Regions from separate parts of the Urocitellus parryii genome. Here region 2 is linked to region 1. A link is a contact called in public Hi-C data. All regions are on one chromosome and are shown on one strand. Each heading gives the region's core, a stretch centred on a gene start, on an enhancer-like site or on the middle of the called end of the contact. The rest is flanking DNA. Distances are from core to core; before and after follow the strand shown. Region 1 holds the start of Rnaseh2b (ribonuclease H2 subunit B). Region 2 holds the start of Spryd7 (SPRY domain containing 7).

Region 1 (5,107 bases), core at 1,853-4,352:
ATGATATAACAGTACAATAGTCAACTCAGAAAATACAAACTAACTGTTGGGCATGTGTCATCACAAGGTTAGGTGGCTTTATATTGCCTCATGGACAAATTCCTTAAAAGTTCTGTTGTTCTGGTGGATAATGTGCTCACTGTTCAATACATAAAGGTTCTCCAGATCCCAGAAGTTTTCTACAACTGAATACACACTGTCTCTACCAAAATTTTTGAAAATTTTCATAAGACCTTATTAAGGGTCTAACCTCACTATAGCTAAGATGCTCATTCAGCAAAGGGTATACAGTTTCCTGCTCCTGAATGCATAACTAACTGCACTGTCCCCATCTCCTGGAAAAAACAAACAGCATGAAGACAGGCCTGGTACACTGAACTTCTGCATACTTGATGACTATGTAAACTCTGGCCCATTGCAAAACCAGCTCTAAGCTTGAGGCTCGAACTCCTATATCTCCATCTAGCTCCCAAGGACTGGACCTCACTGAAGTGGTTCTCAGCGGGGATCCCTGGACCACCAGCAATAGCACCTGGGAAATTATTAGAAATGCACATTCTCAGGCCCCAGCACTTCTGGAGGTGAGGTCTGGCCCCCAGGTGACTGATGCCCTCAAGTTTGAGAACCACTGTGGCAAGTTGTAGCTATCAAACTGTTTGTACCCTCAGAGCCTGAAGGTGGCACTAAAGGCCAGCTGGAAGAAGGAAGGGAGGGAGCTCAAGTTTTAAGTGCTCCAGAAACCAGGCCTTCCTCTTCTCCTCCCACCTGACCACACAGCATCATCAGTTCCCTAAGGGTTGTTCAGCTTCCCCAGTGCTGAGGAACTGAGACAAAATTCTTCACCACCCGTCAGTAGATATTTTAAATCAGTAGATATTTTAAATTTTCAACCTTCAGGAATACGTTCAATATTTAATTATGGGGGGGGTGTCCAATATAATGAAGGCACAAATACACTTTAAGAATGAAAATGTCAATACTCAGTAAACAGACAACAAAATAAGAAATTCGAATTATTATCAGCAATTGCATGTCATACTAATAACAATGCACTTGATTCTGAAAGATTAGAGTTCTTATCCTAAACATCTAATTGTACTGATGTGACAAAAGTGAAATGAAAGTAGGATTTTTTTCTTTCTTTTTTTAAATGAAAAGCATGTATATACATCTAACCCTTTGCTAGACTCAGTCAAAATCCTGAATATTGCAGCAGTAACTTTGATGCTCTGCTGGTGGGAGTGCAGATCGGTACAACCACTTTGGAAAACCATTTGGCAGTGCCTACTAAAGCCAAATAAATATGCAAGAACCTAGATCCAGCCATTCCACTCCAAAGTATATACCCTAGAGAAATGAGTCTCCATGTCCACACCAAGGGCCTCACAAGTATAGTCTTAGAAGTACAACTTATACAAGTTACAAACTGGAAACAATCCAAACGTCATCCTCAGTAAAGGAGACAAATAGCATGGGTATTTATATCATGAACCAGAAGCAGCAATGAAAAAAACCAACCAACTAACCAAAAAACTAATGCACTGGTACCCACAACACAGGCACATCTGATAGATACAATGGTGAGTGAAAGAAGCCAAAAACTGAAGGGAAGCTAGTATCCAAATAGGCAAAACTAATCTCTGGTGAGAGAGGTCAACAGAGACAACTGTGGATATCTAGTGGAGGCACCTAGAGAAGTTCTACTTCTTGACTTGGGGCACAACAGATGAAAAGTTAGGTGAATTACAGTTAAAATCCCTATATTTTACTGCATGTACATTATAACTATTTACAAAGGGGTGGGAGAATTAAGCATATATGCAAAATATATTGACTTACTGCCATGTAACTGTGTCATATCAGTGTATATTTACATGTGTATAGTTACATGTGTATAGTTACATGACTTACTGCCATGTAACTGTGTCATATCAGTGTATATTTACTGCAAAAATACAATGCATTTGCTAGTCTAAATCTCGACATTAAATATAATGAACAGGGGACTTTCCTTCTTTCCAAAGTTATACTATCATACGTATGTGGCATTTGTATGCAGCATTTACTCTGCCGCTTAAAGGGTCCCTCTTCCTGTGGCACCGACTATCCACCCTTCCATCCCTCCTCCACCCACTTCCCTGCATACCCTGGATGTCTTGTCACCGTGCACAGAGAGGAGGACTAAGGGCCTGGCTCTGGGGCTACTGTGGTCATTATCCTGCAGAGCTATGACCATCCTTGGCCTAACCATCACCCCCAACCAGCTTCCCTCTTGCTCGGCCATGCCAGGCCAGATCGAGGTAAGAGGCCCAGTAAAAACAGCAGTATCTGAGGCCACTCCGGGCCACCGGATCCCTGTCTCCGATGCACTAGGATGAGGATGCTACTCCAGTTGCTGAACTGGGGTCACGTGCAGGAACCTCCAGGGTACCGCAGGCACAGAGACTTGGAACCCACTGGCCCTCTGCAGGCGGGGTCGGCTCCCGCCAGCTCACTCGATCCAGGAGGATCAGAGCGGGTCCCTGGTCACTCCCACGTTTGAAAACCGCGGCTGGCTATAACACGTGACCAAGACGCGGTGCGGGGTGTCACGGAGAACTCCTTCCGGCCCCCTGGGCAGGGTTGGGAGCCGCGGGAGTTGGCGCGCGGAGTTTGCGCAGAGCGGACCGTCGTTCCGCAGTCGGAGCGCGTCCCCGCGTCCTCCCCGCCCGCTGCCGCGCCGGGCGGCCTCATTTACCTGGAACCAGGAATACGTGCTGCCGGGCGCGAGCCCCGTCCCCGCAGTCCACGCGCGTGGCCATGGCGCCCGCCTCCTCCGGGACGCGCGCGCGGCCACAAACCCGTAGCCACAGGCCCCAGCCCCCGCGCCCCGCCGGAAATGGCGGGAGGAGGGTCGACTCCGGGTGGCGCGGCGCGCTAAGGGACTGGCCGAGCCCAGGAGACGACCCACGGGTAGAATTCGGTTTCGTTTCCGGGACCAAACTGCGCTCGCTCGCGCTTCGTTTTTAAATTTAGCGCCAGGCCGAGGCGCCCGGATCAGCGGCGCGAGGCCGGGGAAGAGACGCTCGCCTCTCCCCTGCGCTTCTCCACCAGTGGTAGGTGCTCGCCGCGCCCCCCAGGGACAAGTGACGCGGCGGAGAGGGCGGCGACCCGGGGACGCAGTGGCGGCGGGCGGAGTCGCACAGCCCGACTGTCAGGGCGCTCTTGCGAGGTGGTGCAGCTGCCACGGTCCCTGCAGTGATGGGCCTGGAGGACAAAAGACGCCCACCGCACTGTGGGGACCGGGAGACTCCTAGAGCAACAGCTCTAAGGACAACAGTTGACACATCCGAATCTTATTGTAACCCAGAGGACTTGGCCTCTAAGTCTTGGTTGAACGTGTCTTGACATCAGTTAGGTCTGCTTTGGAATTAAAGTCAGAATGTTGTGTGCGTGGTGGTTTATAATGCACCCCCACAGCCCTCAAATCGGGCTTGCACTCATCACTTTAAAAAAAAAAAAAGTGCCATGCACAAGACCCTGGATTCAATCCCCAGCACCACAAAAAAAAAAAAAAGTTTGGGGCGCAAAATATGATTTTTTTTTATTTTAAAAAACTCTTTGTAATGAGTTAAAAATGACTTTTTATGAAAAAATTATGTTTAAGAAGTCGTGACCATGAAATGGGGGTTAAACTTTTAATTGAAAAATTAGTACCCGACACAGGGTTTTTAGAAAGCAGTAAATATTTCTGTGCCCCACTTATAGATCTCCAACATTTCCTTGTTTTTCCAGAATTTTCTCTTGCCAATACAAGTTCACGTTTATTTTTTGCACAAATGGGAGAATAATATGCATAACTCTTATGTATTTTGCTTTTCTTGTTTAATCCTGAAGATACTTGGATTCTGCACCACTTAGATCTAACTAAGTCATTTGAAAATATTTTTAACTTTAAGCTTGTTTCTCACAGGCTGACAAACGCATCTCAAATGGACTTGCAGGACACCAGTCCAAAGGAACAGCATCCTAATGCAGATTCTGGAACAGACAGCAGATTAGTACTGCTGTGACCTTCCCTGACACTGTAGTATAAACCCAAATCCCCATGGTGATTACTAAAACAGCTAAGGGAGAAATGCTACCCATGTTTCCCTCACTCCACCATGTGTAGCTGGTTTCATTTTTCTCTCATCCTTTCCAGCTGTTGGCTGTTTGAGTATGTATTTTTATGTGGTTGTTTTCACAGTATAAAGACAATTTCGTCTGCTTTTCTCACTTAACATTGTCATAAAAAGGCATTGTATCCAGCACTGTCATTGTTAATGGAGGCATGTGATCTCACACTACTAATCTAAAGTTAGCCATTCTCTAGTGTACAATATTAAGATTATCTCAAACTTACTATAAATAATGTTTCAATATGGACTATGCAGTAGTTTGAAAAAATTATGTTTAAGAAATTGTGATCATGAAATGGGGGTTAAACTTTTAATTGAAAAATTAGTACCGGGCACAAACTAGATGCACCTATACAGTATGAATGCTTTATAGCAAAGGGGAAAAAAATAGATGCAGGAAATTATTTATAGCAAAGTACTATGTAGGTAAATTTAAAACATACATAAAACCAGTACTATATGTTTTACAAGGATACATGCATATTTAAGGTCATGTGTAAAACATAAAAATGGGTATCTTTAAAGTGGAGGTAAATGAGACAAGAAAAGAAGGGCAGAAGAAATCAAATAAAAGAAGGCCCAGGCTCACATGGGCCACATTCATGTGGTATAAGAGTATAGTGAACTCTCTGCACCTTCTCTAAACAATTTCTTTTGTCTCTTGTTATGATTTGAATACACCCCCCCCCAAAAAAAAATGTGTTGGAAACTTACTTCCCAATGTTAAAGTGTTGGGAAGTGGGACTGATGGAAGTGTTTAGATCATGAGGGCTTAAAGGCCCTCACCAGATGCTGAGCCCCTATTTTGTACTTCGAGCTTCCTGAATCCAGAGCCAAATAAGTTTTTGTTCATTATGAATTACTCAGTCTTGGGTATTCTTTTATAGCAGCACAAAACAGACTTAAGAAAGTGCCCCCCCTCACTTAATACATATCAAGTACCTTCT
Region 2 (4,605 bases), core at 229-2,728, 850 kb after region 1:
AGGGAGGCCTTTAGGATGGAAACCTGATCTGGGAATAGGTATTTGAGCTCAGTTAATTCTAGAGGCCTTCCCAGATCATCTCCAGACGCCAAATGGTATATCAGAGTGTAGTTCATCATCATGCTCAGGATTTTCTTTAGTGGTTTTTATGGTATATGAAGGTGTAAAATCTACCATAGAAGAATGGTCTAAGGGGGAAGGAGATGACAAGTGACAGCCACGTGGCCTTCTACTTGGAAGAAAAGTGGATGCTGATCCATAATGGGGTGGAGGGGAATGGGAAAAAAAATGGAGGAACTGTGATTGGCAAAGGGGAGAGAGGGACGGGGAGGGGACATGGGAGCAGGGGGTATGGGAGCAGGAAAGATGGTGGAATGAGATGGACATCATTACCCGAAGTACAGGTATGACTGCACATATGGTAGGACTCTACGTGGCATACAACCAGAGAAATGAAAAGTTGTGCTGCATTTGTGTAAAATGAATCAAAATGCATTCTTCTGTCATATATACCTAAGTAAGACAAATTAATTAATTTTTTTTTAAAAAAGGAGTAGAACGAGCGACGGTAGGTACATAGGGGTTCCATAGGGGTCCAAGTAGCCTTCCCACAGCTTCCAGGATTCACTTCACTTGGAATCCTCAATGCACCTGTGCTTGGAAGAGACCCGTCGAGAGTCGCCCTCCCGCAGCGACCACTGGATCCTCTCCTAGGGCGCCCCGGATCACGCAGCACCAACGGACAGGGAATATACGTGTACGTCTCTGTACCTAAAATGCAGCGGGGCCCCGCTTGTACTCCACAGTGCAATCACCAAAAGACATTTTCTCCTGGCACCCGTGTGCGTCAGTTAGCATATTCGGAAATTCTTCAGAAACCAACCCCTGGAGAAGTACGTAGACTCTCCTAGGAGGCACAGCTTGCTCAGGCCTGGGTGAACAAGGGAAACCTCGGAGGTCACTCTGAATAGCTCCCCATACTCCTGGCCTGCTTCTGTCAATCCGCGCGTTAAATAATGGTGGAGCAAAAAGGCACAGTTTTAAAAACATGACATCCAACCCGGCGGAGAGCGCGCGCCTATAGTCTCAGCTACACAGGAGACTGAGGCAGGAGGATCGCGGGAGCCTAAGAATTCAAGACCAGTCTGGCAATACAGCGAGACCCCATCTTAAAAAAAAAAAAAAAAAAAAGAACAGAAAAAAAATAACTCATGCAAGAAACCGCGACAGTGCAGAGGGACAGCCTCACCGGTCAACGTTAGGGGTGGGCGTGAAGCCGCCCACCCGGTGCGCAGGCGCACACCGCCTCCCGCCCGCCCGCCACGCCCTCTTCCATCCATTCACGCCACTAACTCCGCCCACCTCCCCGGCCCAGGCTGCCTATCCTCCACTCCTTCCAGGCCCGGCTAGCATCAGCCTGCGCTGCGCCTCCCGGCCAGGGGCGTCGCTGTGCCAGCTTCTGCGCCCCACACGCCGCTTGCGCTCGGGCGGGGACAGAAGGCGGGGCGGCACGGTGAGGGGCGGTGTCGCCGCGGTATAGGGGCGGTGGCGGCGACGGAGCGGTGGTCCCTGCGCGATGGCCGCTTCGGTTTTGTGCTGCCTGCGGTGCTGCAGAGACGGCGGGACGGGCCACATCCCTCTGAAGGAGATGCCGGCTGTGCAGCTGGACACGCAGCACATGGGTAAGGGCCCTCGCTTTCCCATACCCAACGGCCCCAGGCTGGGGGCGGCGGGCGGGAGGCAAGGCGGGGGTCGGAGAGACCACGCGTCGCCCAGCCTTCCGACCCCGCCTCGCCCGGCTTCGCTGCCGCGGCACCCTCTCTCTAGTCTCGCGGAGTTCGCCTGTCGCTGGCCGCCTCCATCGGGCCGGGCTGTGTTCAAGGCTGCGCAGCCTTCCCTGGCTGGCGTCGGGAGTGGGTGTGTTGACCTGCTCCTTGAGTTGCCTCCTGCTGAGGTGTCAGGTGTCCCCTGGCGAGGGGAACGGAGGCGCCCTCACAGCGTTCGCGTGTGGCGCGCCTCTCAGGACTCGCACACTTTCGGAATGCATTAGGGTCTTCTGCCCTGACAATCGGTTGTTTCACTTTAGCCCCATCACGTATAGGATGAAGCTTGGGGTTTTTTGGAAGCAATTCCACCCTCACCTCCCAAAGTCAAAACAAGGCAGATTGCAGAAGCCTGAAGTCGCACCTCAGGTCAGAACATGCTATTTCGACTAAAAGCTCCCGTTGCTAGATTCTCCCTTAGTCACTGTTGGAAGCACTGTAATTTTATCTAACTGGCGTCATCCAAAAAGGTTAGGCTATTGCAAAATAAATCAGCACTTTGCTCCATCGCTTCAGTGTTTTTTCCCCCCGCCAGTAAGTTCTCATCTAACATTTTTCCTCTCCCCTACGTAGCCTCTTTTACCACCTACTACTCCGTATAGTCTAGAATATATGGTTCAAGCAAGAGAGATTTCCCAATATGATGATTTTAGTTAGGATACTAAAATCAACGCTGCCCAGCCCCCCCTTTAAGCTACAATAATATGAATTTTTAGTCTAAATATACTTCTGCCCTTTCAATTTTTCCTATGTCTCATGTGTAAAGTACATTGTACAACAAAGACAAATAATGAAGACAGTTCTTAATATGTATAACACAACTCTATTGCTCAGATTCTTTATAATTCTGGAACCGTTTTCCATTATATTTCGATAGCACATACTACATGTGATAATTGTTTACTACCTTGTATGATGGTATTTACAGAGCTTTCAGTTCTTAGATCTTTCACATGTAGTGCAGAACCTCATTATATAAATAAATATCTGTTATTTATCAATGTATTTATAGACAGTGGATATTCAGATCCTGTCTGAAAACATTTCCATTTCACTTATTGATTTACTGAAGTGATGTTTATTTTATGACAAGTGGCAGTCATTGTTTTAACTGTTGGGGATACATTAAAGGGCAACCATATATTGCTTCTGGAACTTAAAGCAGCCTTAGCGCTTCTTCCTTTCTCTAGTGTCAGACTTTTGAATCTCAGCAATGTACTCTAGAACATTCCTTTTTTTCTGGCCTATGTCTTATGTAGGAGAAACAGGTTATACTCATTCCACTGTTTGCCTTCCCCAACGCTGCTCAGCCCTTTTAAGCTACAAATATAGTAGAGTGATCCCATCATCAGATTTTCTATGTGTATGGAAGTTTTTTCTTTACCTGTCTTTAGTAAATTCAAGTTCTCTAATCCCAAAGAAGCCTGATTGGAGAACTTGAAAAAAATGAGAGTTTCAAGCACATGTTGATCTTCATTTGAAAATATGAGCCAATATGCATGTATTTGTATATGTTATATAGATAACCTAAAGAATGTGATGGCTAACCACCCCCCGCAAGTGGGGTCACATTTTGTTGCCCAGGCTGATCTGGGCTCAAGTGATCCTCCCACCTCAGCCTCCCACATGCCACTCACTGCCTGGCTTTGATTTTTTTTTTTTAAATAGTCTATTACATATCATATCTAAATGATACCTCCTTTAGAGTAGTCACTTATTTTGATGATGTTCCTCTTTTGGAATTTCTGTGGCACAGTTTTTGTGAATGTCTTCTTTGATGCCTTATTTGCTGCTTTTAATCATGATTGACTTTAGAAATCAATGTCTCCCATGGCTACTACTTGTAAGGGAATGTTACATGCTTGGTAAATTTCTAATGTTTCTAAAACATACTCTGTGGCAGTATTTCTTTGATATTCTGGACTTGACTTTCCAAAACTACACATATCACATAGATCCAAATACAGAATATCTCTTTACTTAGTAAGGAGAAATGGAATAAGCTTAAAATGATTCCCCAGTGATTCACAAATAGCCCAGAATGTTCTCTGAACATACTCATTTTTCTGTATAAAACATCTCAGTGCCTAACAGAATGCTGTGGAGATAAAAATTATTTTTTAAATATGTATTTTTCTTATTTGTAGGTGGACACAGTACTTTTATTTCATTTTTATGTGGTGCTGGGGATTGAACCCAGTGCCTCACACATGCCAGGCAAGTGATCTACCACTGAACCACAGCCCCAGCCCAGAAAAAAATAATATTGAAATAAGAGAATACCGTGTTTAGAGTTGTTTCTGTGATTTCAACCCTGAGAGCAGACTATATTATTTTATTTAGTTTTGTTTTGGTACCAGGGATTGAACCCAAGGGCACTAAATCACTGAACTGCTTTTATTTTTTTATTTTTATTTTATTTTTTTTATTTTGAGATAGGAATCTTGCTAAGTTGATAGAGCCTCCCTTAGTTGCTGAGGCTGGTTTCAAAGCTAGGATCTTCTGCCTTAATCTCCCAAACTGCTGGAATTACAGGCATGCACCACCAACACCTGGCAGACTATATTGTTTTGAAAGTCTTGTATTTCTATTAACTTAGCAAAGATGAAATCCAAGACAATAAGTTATCTATTATAGAAGCTGGTTATTAAAAGGTTTTAGTATTGTGGGAGAACCACAGACCACTCACTGCCAGTTAAGAAAAAGAATTTACCATTTGTTTGTATAATCTTTGGAAATATGTTTTATAAGGATGCTTTCAGTTTCGGGTAGTGAAAAAAAA

The links. A called contact is a pair of places that touch in the nucleus more often than the background predicts.
Region 2: a contact with region 1 is called in a Hi-C map of muscle, with 6 times the contacts expected there. The contact joins the promoter of Spryd7 here to the promoter of Rnaseh2b in region 1. A contact is called at or near these places in 2 of 2 Hi-C or Micro-C datasets (liver and muscle).

Annotation. Positions count from the first base shown.
Region 1 is chr2:36,957,497-36,962,603 of mUroPar1.hap1, forward strand. Rnaseh2b (ribonuclease H2 subunit B) reads right to left here and starts at 3,103. Exons shown (of 9, transcript XM_077792463.1): 1 at 2,738-3,103. The coding sequence starts at 2,801.
Region 2 is chr2:37,811,915-37,816,519 of mUroPar1.hap1, forward strand. It overlaps Spryd7 (SPRY domain containing 7), which reads left to right and starts at 1,479. Exons shown (of 4, transcript XM_077792476.1): 1 at 1,479-1,682. The coding sequence starts at 1,577.